Regions from separate parts of the Gossypium hirsutum genome. Here region 2 is linked to region 1. Evidence: chromatin contacts called from public Hi-C data. All regions are on one chromosome and are shown on one strand. The core of a region is the stretch at or near the end of the contact, and the rest is flanking DNA. Distances in the headings are between cores, read along the strand shown. Region 1 holds the start of LOC121203286 (U-box domain-containing protein 11). Region 2 holds the start of LOC107886440 (pentatricopeptide repeat-containing protein At1g71060, mitochondrial).

Region 1 (5,043 bases), core at 679-3,178:
GTGCCTCGTCAGTACGCTCAAAGTATAACATGTGCTCCGTGCCTCATCGATATAAACCGGAGTAAACATATAAATATGCCTAATACCTCATCGAAATGTCAAAAGTATAATATGCATTTCCTCATCAGTATAAACCAAAGTAAAATCCCATACACTAATCTTATGCTGTGCCCATTATACCCGACTCTATCTAAGATTGTTAATAGGTTAATAAATGTTTCAAACATATATACATGGTTTACATATCATAGTCTATTACATAAACAATTCACATCATGCTAAAATCAATTTCTTACAATTTCATATTATCATATGCATATTATCTCTTTGTTTTTTCACAAGTTACCAACTATTTCATACTTACCTGTTCATAAGACAAGTGAAAGCATTACCTTAAGCGAGCTAATTGCAACAACAAAATACATATAATTTGAATTCAATCATGAAAGCCAAACCAAGATAGCTACTTGTATACAACCTTCGCCTTTCCTTTATCTCAAGATGGCTCGACTTCGTTTTTACCTACATTTGATAATTCAATTATAGAAATGGTATTAGTTTTCTCTCAATCACATGGAAAACACATCAATTAAACATAATTTACGGATGACACCACCACGATAACAATCACTAAAAGTAAAAAAAATAAAAAAATGAACAGCGTAAAACATGAATGATTCCTTACAAGAGAAAACAAAGACGAACAGTGAAGATTCTCTGCAATTAATAGTGAAGATTCTCTACAATAAACAGTGAAGATTCTCTACAATAAACGGTAAAGATTCTGTGCAATAAGTAGTGAAGATTTCCTGCAATGAACAGTGAAGATTCCCTACAATAACTAGTGAGGATTCTTTGTAAAAAAAAATTGTAATAAGAGAATATATTCTTTGTAAAAGTAATAGTCTGAAAAAGGAATAACTATAATAAATTCATTGTAAAGAAACATGAGCCCTCTATAAAAGGCTCTCATTTTGTAATGAAAGGCACAACTTAATACATAACTTCAAAGTTTCTTTGAAAATTTTCCAATTTCCAATTTATTTATCAAATTTAGTTTAAAAGTTTTCAGTTATATATATATGATATATCGTGTACATTTTGTTTAAAGAGATCAAATCTTAATGTTTGGAAAATTTATTGAGGTTTTTATTATCTAGATTGAAATCTTATCATATGCAATTGTGATGAATAGATTTTAAATCTCATTATATGTTTATGTTATGTATACATTTTATTCGGTTTCTTTTTAACTTTTCGTTCATAGGATTGGTTTGATAATAATAAAGCTTTTAAAAAGAATGCAATTTGTTTTGACTTGTATGACATAGTGGTTAAAAGTTTAGTTAGATAAACATTTTGCATGGAATCAAATTGTGTTATCCCTAGGGTATTCATAGTTTAGTTAAAACTAAATTAATCGATCAAACTGATCTAATTTAGTTAATCGGTCAGGGCCGAATTTAGTTTGGTCAGAGGTCAGCTAATAATTTTTTAAAATTTTGGTTATCAGTTAATTCAATTCAAAATCGGCTAATTAACTGTTAATCGAAATAAATAATATATATTATATATAATATATTTTTTGAACTACTTAAAGAAAAATGAACATTAGCAATGTATTTTTTTTATATGTTTTATACTTATTTTAATCAAAATACAAAAACATATAAATCTTAGTTAATTCTGTTAACTGACCGAATTAACCAAAATATTTCAGTTCAGTTAATTTATTTAAAAAAAAATTAATTCAATTAATAGTTAAAAAAATTTACATTTTGGATAATTCAATTAATAATCAAACTGATCGTTTGAACACCCTTAGTTCTATCATCTCCACTCCATATTGTATAAAAAAATGATAAATTTAATAATTTTAAATAAATAATAATCATTCCAAACATTTAGCATATTAATCAAGGGTGTTCATAAAGACGAGAGATGAATTCACGTATCATGCATGTGTAATTATTTAAAATGGGTATGTATGATGTGCGAGTTTGGAATCTATTTTATCAAAAATAAAGAAATAATAATAATTTGTTATTTCTCATACCATCTTACTCTGAGAGGTGAGAGTGCAGCTTTCGTTAATATTTTCGTCAATATCCTTGTCTTTGAAAGTTTTCTTTTATTACGCATCTCTTTCCAATCAGGACCCAACACCTGGCACTGTGAAATGATCGGCGGGGTGTCCTCCGCTCAAGAAGGCGACGCTTCTCCCGCGTTCTTGCTGCTGATGGAACTCATCCCACCAATTCCATTTTTAAGAAGGATTGCTCTCTTCAAACATTTGCTTGAGGAAATCAGAGATTTTGGTGGATCCTCTGCCTCTGCTTCTTTATGGTCTGCTGATCTGGCTGTCGCTCGCCAGGCAGATAAACGTCTGGTCTCCGTCGCCTCTGCCTGCAATTTCAATAATTCCTCCGTTAAGAGCCCATCTCCTATATATTCTTGCTAATTCTTTTTTTTTTAATGAGTATTATATAATTAGATTAATTGATTCTAAATTCTTATAAATGTTGATATGTTGCAATGCGTGTTATTTGACCATTTTAATACTAATAATAGATTTTGGATTTTACTGATGTTATGCGAAATTGATACATTTTTTCCCTTCTGGTTAGTTGCTTTGTCAATCTGATTAACCGTGACAGATAGTTCTATTTTTTTTTTTAAAAATACATTAATTTCACACCCCAGCACCCGAATCAGGAGCAAAATTTGTTAATCAATTGTTAGTATTTGTCTCGGTAAATGTAGCAAATCATAGTCAATTAACTACAATGGTGATCATGAGAAAGTGCAAGAAAATGAATATGTTTACTTTGATAGGGATTTTTTTTTTGTTGGAAGAGCAGCTGTTGCTGGAATTAATCGTGGTTATGCACATTTTTCTTAATATGTTTCGTTACAAATATGTCCCTGAAATATTCTATATCTTGAGCTAAGGATGGAGGTGCCAAAATATTGTCTCCAATTCCATTGCGTTACATGGAAGCTGGAGAAAGCTTTAGGGAACTCCCGTACCATCGGTATCAAATCTCTGAGGAGGTTCAAGAACAGGTTTAGCTCCAGAATGTAAATGTTTTTTGTTCCCTATATTAACATGCCTCTGACAACAATTTCTTTTTTCAGGTATCATTAGTAAAAGCTCAATTCAGAAGAGCAATAGAAAGATTTGGGTCTTTTAATTCGAGGAAAGTTTCTAATGTGTTGTCCCAGCCACTAGAAAAAACAATGTGGGAGTACCAAGGAAAAATTTCAGCAAAGCTTGATATCGTTTCGGAAAATTGTGATAGAACAAGTACATTACATGGTGCTGATCAGACAACTAAGATATTAGAGAGAGTTAATAGCTCTTCAACCTCTTCTTACGATTGCATATGAGATGAAATTGATTCCAAGGGGCTAGAAAATGTGGCTGCTGAAGGTCCTGAAGAAACAAGAAGCCTAATGCCCTAGTAATTCCAGATGATTTTCTATGCCCTATATCATTGGAACGAATGAGGGATCCGATGATTGTGTCTACGGGGCAGGTATAGTATGCCACCCAACTGTTTTCTAATCATCCTGCCTAGTGATTTTACATATGTATGACAGGTCTTACATACAGAGATGGATAGATTGTGGCAATGTAACATGTCCAAAAACTCAGCAGAAGTTGGCAAATCTAACTCTCGCCTAATTATGTTTTGAAAAGTCTAATAAATAAATGGTATGCTTAACATAAGATTGAACAACCAAGCAGAATAACAAATGGTAGGCTCAAAAATAGCAATGGCTCTTTCGATGATGTTAGAGATGACATGGCAGCAATCCAGGCTCTGGTCTGTAAATTATCGAGCTGGTGCATAGAGGAACATAGGGTGGTTATGGCTGAAATCCGTTCACTATCTAAAAGAAGCACGGATAACAGGATACTAACCGCAGATGCCGGAGCGATTCCTGTTCTGGTCAACCTTTTAACAACAGATGATGTGTCATTACAAGAACATGCAGTGACTTCTATTCTTAACCTTTCCATATTTGAAAACAAGTCTCCTATGATGCTTGCTGGTGCCATTCCTTCCATTGTCCAAGTCCTCTGAGCTGGAAGCATGGAAGCAAGAGAGAATGCAGCAGCAACCCTTTTCAGTTTGTCAATTGTAGATGAGAACAAAATAATAATAGGTGCATCTGGGGCGATACCAGCTCTGGTAGATTTGCTACAAAATGGGAGCACTAAAGGAAAGAAAGACGCTGCAACTTCTCTATTCAATCTATGCATTTATCAGGGGAACAAGGGCAGGGCAGTTAGAGCTGGAACTATAACAGCGCTACTGAAGATGCTTACAGATTCAACCAACAGCATGGTTGATGAGGCTCTTGCAATACTGTCAGTTCTTGCTAGCTCCCATTATGCAAAGGTTGCTATTGTAAAGGCTAGCATCATACTTGTTTTAATTGATCTTATAAGAACAGGTTCTCAGCACAAGAAAAAGAAAGCAACAGCCATTTTGCTTTGTTTGTGTAAAAGAGAACCTTATAGGTGAGCGTTCGATCAAATCGAGTGAAAAATTTCGAATTAATTTTTTAAATTAATTAAGTTGATGAGTCTTATTTATTATTCTAACTCGATTTAAAATTTTTTTCATCAAGCCGAGTAAAATGAAATTTGAGTTGAGTTGAATCAAGTGAAAAATTGTTCAAGTTAATCATATCAAATTAAAATCAAATCTTGTTATAGTAAAACTAGTTTCATGTTAGAGTACATCGATTTAAAACCATAAATATTTGAAAACTTTTTTAAAGCAAAATAAGAAAATAAAAAGATACTCTAGTATGACAAACTTGAATCATTAATTTACTTATATAAGTCCAAAACTATTAGTTGAGAAAAATTTTAAAAATTTTAACCTCTTTTTAATTATTCCTTAGAATTTTTAATTTTTATATTTTTTAAATATAAATTTTAGAATTTTTATAAATATTTTAAATTTTAAGAATTATTTTGAGTTTTTGATTTTTTTTTAATTTTTGTTGAGAGAGATCAAATTGCTC
Region 2 (5,043 bases), core at 825-3,324, 250 kb before region 1:
ACCCCACTTTCTCAACATTTCTGATTATGATCAAATGGCACAAAGTGGAGCGGCGTTTGCAAGAATGTTTAAAGAAGATGATCCTGTGTTGGACATGGTAGATGAAAAGATCCTCAAGCGCAAGCGAAACCAAGCTGCCCCAGGGGCATGGTGCACTGGCCGGAAGAGCTGGTGGAGTGATACTTGCTCACAGTGGGGTGATGTAAATGTCTTGAAACCCGGGCCTCAAGCAAAGAAGTTTGCAGAAACCATAACGAACCTTCTTGATGACTGGAATTCACAGTCGAATCAGTGCAGCTTAAGCAGGTGAATATTACATTACATAGACTCACTGCGTTGACCTTGGTTCAAAAGATAGATACATTCTTTTGCTCTGTATGTCTAGATACATTCTTTTGCTCTGTATGTCTATTTTTCTGGGGGGTTTCCTCTGAAACACGGTTGAGAGAGAAACAAGTGAATTCATTTGAGGTTTTGGTCCACAATGTTGGCTTCCATTATTTTAATGGTGAAAAGCCACCCAGAAGTCATTGTTAGGAGGACTTTCCTCTTTGAGCTGCCATTTGCATGCTGTTGTAAGGTCTACCCCCTCCTTTCATTTGGCTGGCTGTGTTAGAAAGACAAATTCTTTCATTAAAATCTCTTCTCTGCCTCTGTTATTCTTCTTCATACCAGTAATTGGACGACGGTAATTGGTGGAAAGAAGAGTGTAAACTAAAGAAATCAAGCTGAGAAAAGCCTATTCTTAAGCTTAGTTATGCTAATCACCTATTCCGAACATCATGAACGTTGAGTGGGAGAAATTTATTTCTCTGTATTTAAGCAAAATGTTGAAAGGGTTAGCAACAAATAGGGTGATTAAAGTCATTCGAGCATTGTTAAAAACTGCTAAAGATACTAGTACAATAACAACAAATTTCATAAAAGGAGGTCACTCGGGTTGCCATTTACAAATTAAAATTCAAAATTGTCAAAATGATATACATGCCCCTTTGTAAACTTCGGCAGTTTGTGTATGCATTTTCTTCCCTCCCAAACCGACATTTTTTTTCCCAATGCAAAGGCGATTAGTGTGTGCTGCCTTTTAACTAAAATTTTCACTTCCAAGATTAACATTGCTAGCTGCAACGAAGAGTCTCCCTCCCATAGTCTTTACTAAGTTTAAAACTTTTGAAGATTAACATAATTATCCTTGCAAGCATATGAAGAGACTCCCTTATTGTGTATCAAGTTAAAATTTGCTAATTACGGATTTGACTTCCTCTTATTGTGTATAAAGGACGAATGAAAAATTGAAACAAGAATAGTAGCAGAGAAGGGTCGCATTCAAAAGCAATTCTGACGTGAAGGCATCTAATGAAACAAGAAGGAAGTAATGATTCATGCAATAATTCAAACACAATGGCCGAAGATTTCTACTAATTTTCGAAATTATCAGAGAATAAATAGATATTTACTTCAATACATTTTAAAAGGTGAATGATTTTTTATGATGTCCCCAAAAAAAAAAAACACCCCAAAGCGTCATAACCCATTATGAAGCATTACGTTATTCCACAAACCATTATGCTTGTTCATTGAAATCATGCACCATCTCTAACTTCCTATCTTTAATGCCGAAATTTCCCTTATTCTTAAAGCCATCTCATTGTCTATTCTTTGCAAGCTTTTAACTCTACTTTTCTTCCAATTATCCTTCTCCCTCTCCTTCCTTTCGGTATCATGGCTATTAACATAGAAAAATCATTTAACAATATTGTCATGAGAGACATTGAAAACGAAATTGTACTGCACAGCTTTAACCCCAATGATATGATAGAATAAGAAGATTAGATTGTTATTTATAATAAAAAAAATTTGATATGGAAATACTGATAAGACCTATGGTCCATATGCTGACAATGGTCCGATTAATCAAAGACTTTTTTGAGGTTCATGAGCTTGATGATAATCTATTCATGTTCCTGTTCATATGTGGATCTTAACGTAAACCCTTGCTGAATTACCATCTTCTCCTTAAAAAATAGGAAAGCATCCTTAAAAAATAGGAAAGCATTAATATGATAACATTTGAATTCGAGGTAGAAATTCATAACATTCCTTTTCCACTACCGAAATAAGGAAAACCATCAATTGATTAGTGAGACTTATGTTTCAATGTTTCACTTTGAATCGTTTAGTTGAAAAGAGTTTATGAGACTTAAATTGCTTAAAACTCTATAGCTTTGATATACTTCAATTTGTACGTGTACACTTGGAGGTAGGGGTGGTCAAGTCATCTTCCCGAGTAATCAAAGTTGAGAATATCTACTCCTAATTGGATTTTAGCTTATGTGCTTTTTAGTTTCTCTTTGAGAATAAATTGCAAGTTAATGACTCTGTAATTTCTTTTGTCACAAACAGGTAGGAGGTGAGCCCTCAAACATGAAAATGAGTCTCCTTCGATTTCTGAATTTACTGTCAAAAACCCACAGAAAACCCATTGCTGCAGCTCTTTTCACACGATCACTCCCTACCTACTCAAAGCAATCCGTCGAACGTCGAATTTTCAATCGTAACTCACTTCCAGGCCATGAAACCTCATTTGGTTATTCCTCAACTCCTCATCATATCATCTATAGATCGATCCATGAGGATTTAACGCCGAAACATTTGTCTGTCGAACACTATGAAAAGAACCCTGCAGAACCCAAATTCGAACAAGACGCTACCAGAATTTGCACACTCCTCTCCACCCACTCTGGTTCTCATGCCGGTAAATTGCTCGAAGATGCTTCAATTGAAGTGTCTCCTTCACTTGTTGTAGAGGTTTTGAAGAGGCTAAGCAATGCGGGTGTCATTGCTTTGTCATTTTTTACATGGGCAGAGAAGCAAAAAGGGTTTAAATATAACACAGAAAGCTACAATGCTTTGATTGAAGCTTTGGGTAAGATTAAGCAGTTCAAATTAATATGGAGTTTGGTGAATGAAATGAAGAGTAGAAAATTACTGAATAAAGATACTTTTGCATTGATCTCAAGGCGGCACGCAAGAGCCCGGAAGGTTGAAGAGGCTATAGAGGCTTTTGAGAGGATGGAAGAGTTCGGTTTCAAGCTTGAAACATCGGATTTCAATAGATTGCTTGATACTCTGTGTAAGTCCAGACATGTTGAGAAAGCAAACAAAGTGTTTGATAAAATGAAAAAGAGAAGGTTTGTTCCCGATATAAAGTCTTACACGATTTTGTTGGAAGGGTGGGGAAAAGAACACAACTTGTTGAGGTTAGACGAGGTTTACCTAGAGATGAAATATGACGGTTTCGAGCCAGATGTTGTGACTTATGGTATTTTGATCAGTGCGTATTGTAAGGCGAAGAAGTATGATGCAGCCATTGAGTTATTTCATGAGATGGAGGCAAAGAATTGCAAGCCAACACCTCATGTTTATTGTACTTTGATTAATGGATTAGGTTCAGAGAAGAGGTTAAGTGAAGCTCTGGAGTTTTTTGAACGTTTCAAGAGTTGCGGTTTTACTCCAGAAGCTCCTACTTATAATTCCCTTGTTGGGGCTTATTGTTGGTCAATGCGAATAGATGATGCATTTCAAGTGATAGATGAAATGAGAAACATTCGGCTGGTCCAAATTCGAGAACTTACGATATAATTCTTCATCACTTAATAAAGGCTCGGAGGACGAATGAGGCTTACTTCAGATTCCAGAAAATGTCGAATGAGCCGGGCTGTGAGCCAACTGTGAGTACTTACGAAATTATAGTAAGGATGTTCTGCAACGAGGATCGAGTGGATTTGGCAAAGCAGGTTTGGGATCAGATGAAGGCCAAGGGAGTGCTTCCAGGGATGCATATGTACTCTGATTTAATTACCAGTTTGTGTCACAAGGACAAGTTAGGTGAAGCTTGCAAATATTTTCAGGAAATGTTGGATGCAGGTATTCGACCTCCGGCCAAGATGTTTAGTAATCTGAAACAGGCTCTACTTGATGAGGGGAAGAAGGATGAAGCTTTAAATTTGACTCGGAAAATCAATAAGCTGAGGGGAACTCCGTTAGTTGTTCGAGACCAGAAGTGAGAAAGAATGTGAGCTGTATGCTGGTGCCCTTCAGGTTCATACAGCACCTTCAGTGTTTCCTAGTGACAGGATCTGGGCTACTATTTGGTATCTGGTAGCTTTGATAAGAATCAAAATGTGCGGCTTTGTGGCAATTTCTTTTATCCTTACCTTGGCTATTTACATGTTGAAAATTTTGCAGTTTCAAAGCTATGGTCTCGGATTCAGTTTGTATCTGGAAAGACAGTGTCCAAGGCTTTGCAGTAAGTCATCTTTTATATATGCCAAAAACTACATCCTTTTAGCCTCTTCAATATTGTTTCTTCGAATCATGCTCAGTAAGGGGGGCTATCTGAATATCCAATATCCTTTTTAGATATTAGATTGCATCTATCCTTATGCTTATATATGAAATTTTAAGTGCGGAAAAATATTGCTGAAGTATTTATTGTCTTCAATTTTAGAAGTATATTCCCCTCTCAATTCGGATAACTTGTAAATTACTGATAATCCAAAATCTTATCACCTCTAAGGTTCAGATTGAACAAAGGGGAGATGGCAGGTTGGGTTGCCTTTTATCTCATCTTTCACTTTCTCAATCAAGCCGGACTCTCTCTTCCTTTCAATCTCATCACCTTCTCTGACTAATATGTTTTAGTTTTTGCCTTTGTAATTGGTAAATCTATATGATTTTGATGGAAGGTATAAGGAGCTTTGAAAATGGTTCTACTGGCCAGAATCTAGACTCCGCAATTTTTCTCCGCAAGCTATGCATATTGAGTGGTTAGTGCAATGAATGATTCAATTGTGGTGAGAGCTTGAGATGTAAGCCATTAGCAAGATTTAATTATCTTTTCTTTTGGATTAAACTGCTTTTTTCAAAGGTGTAATCGACTCTAGAAGATGAAAAGGGGCTGCCAAGGCTCATATTTAAGGCATTTGATGAGTTTGAGCAGTTATCAACTGAATGAAATATGCCATACCAATGGAAAATGAC

What was found. Hi-C and Micro-C count contacts between places; a contact is called where the count stands out from the background.
Region 2: a Hi-C map of anther shows a contact between it and region 1, with 2.2 times the contacts expected there. The contact joins the promoter of LOC107886440 here to the promoter of LOC121203286 in region 1. A contact is called at or near these places in 2 of 34 Hi-C or Micro-C datasets (anther and leaf).

Annotation. Positions count from the first base shown.
Region 1 is chrA03:90,198,234-90,203,276 of Gossypium_hirsutum_v2.1, reverse strand. LOC121203286 (U-box domain-containing protein 11) reads left to right here and starts at 1,928. Exons shown (of 3, transcript XM_041097315.1): 1 at 1,928-2,428; 2 at 2,953-3,066; 3 at 3,139-4,602. The coding sequence starts at 1,961. The coding sequence ends at 3,390. It also overlaps the pseudogene LOC107887658.
Region 2 is chrA03:90,445,167-90,450,209 of Gossypium_hirsutum_v2.1, reverse strand. It overlaps LOC107886440 (pentatricopeptide repeat-containing protein At1g71060, mitochondrial), which reads left to right and starts at 2,074. Exons shown (of 3, transcript XM_041097323.1): 1 at 2,074-2,297; 2 at 2,404-3,598; 3 at 3,601-4,403. The coding sequence starts at 2,425. The coding sequence ends at 4,067. It overlaps LOC107886439 (beta-glucuronosyltransferase GlcAT14A), which reads left to right. Exons shown (of 4, transcript XM_016810397.2): 4 at 1-639. The coding sequence ends at 310.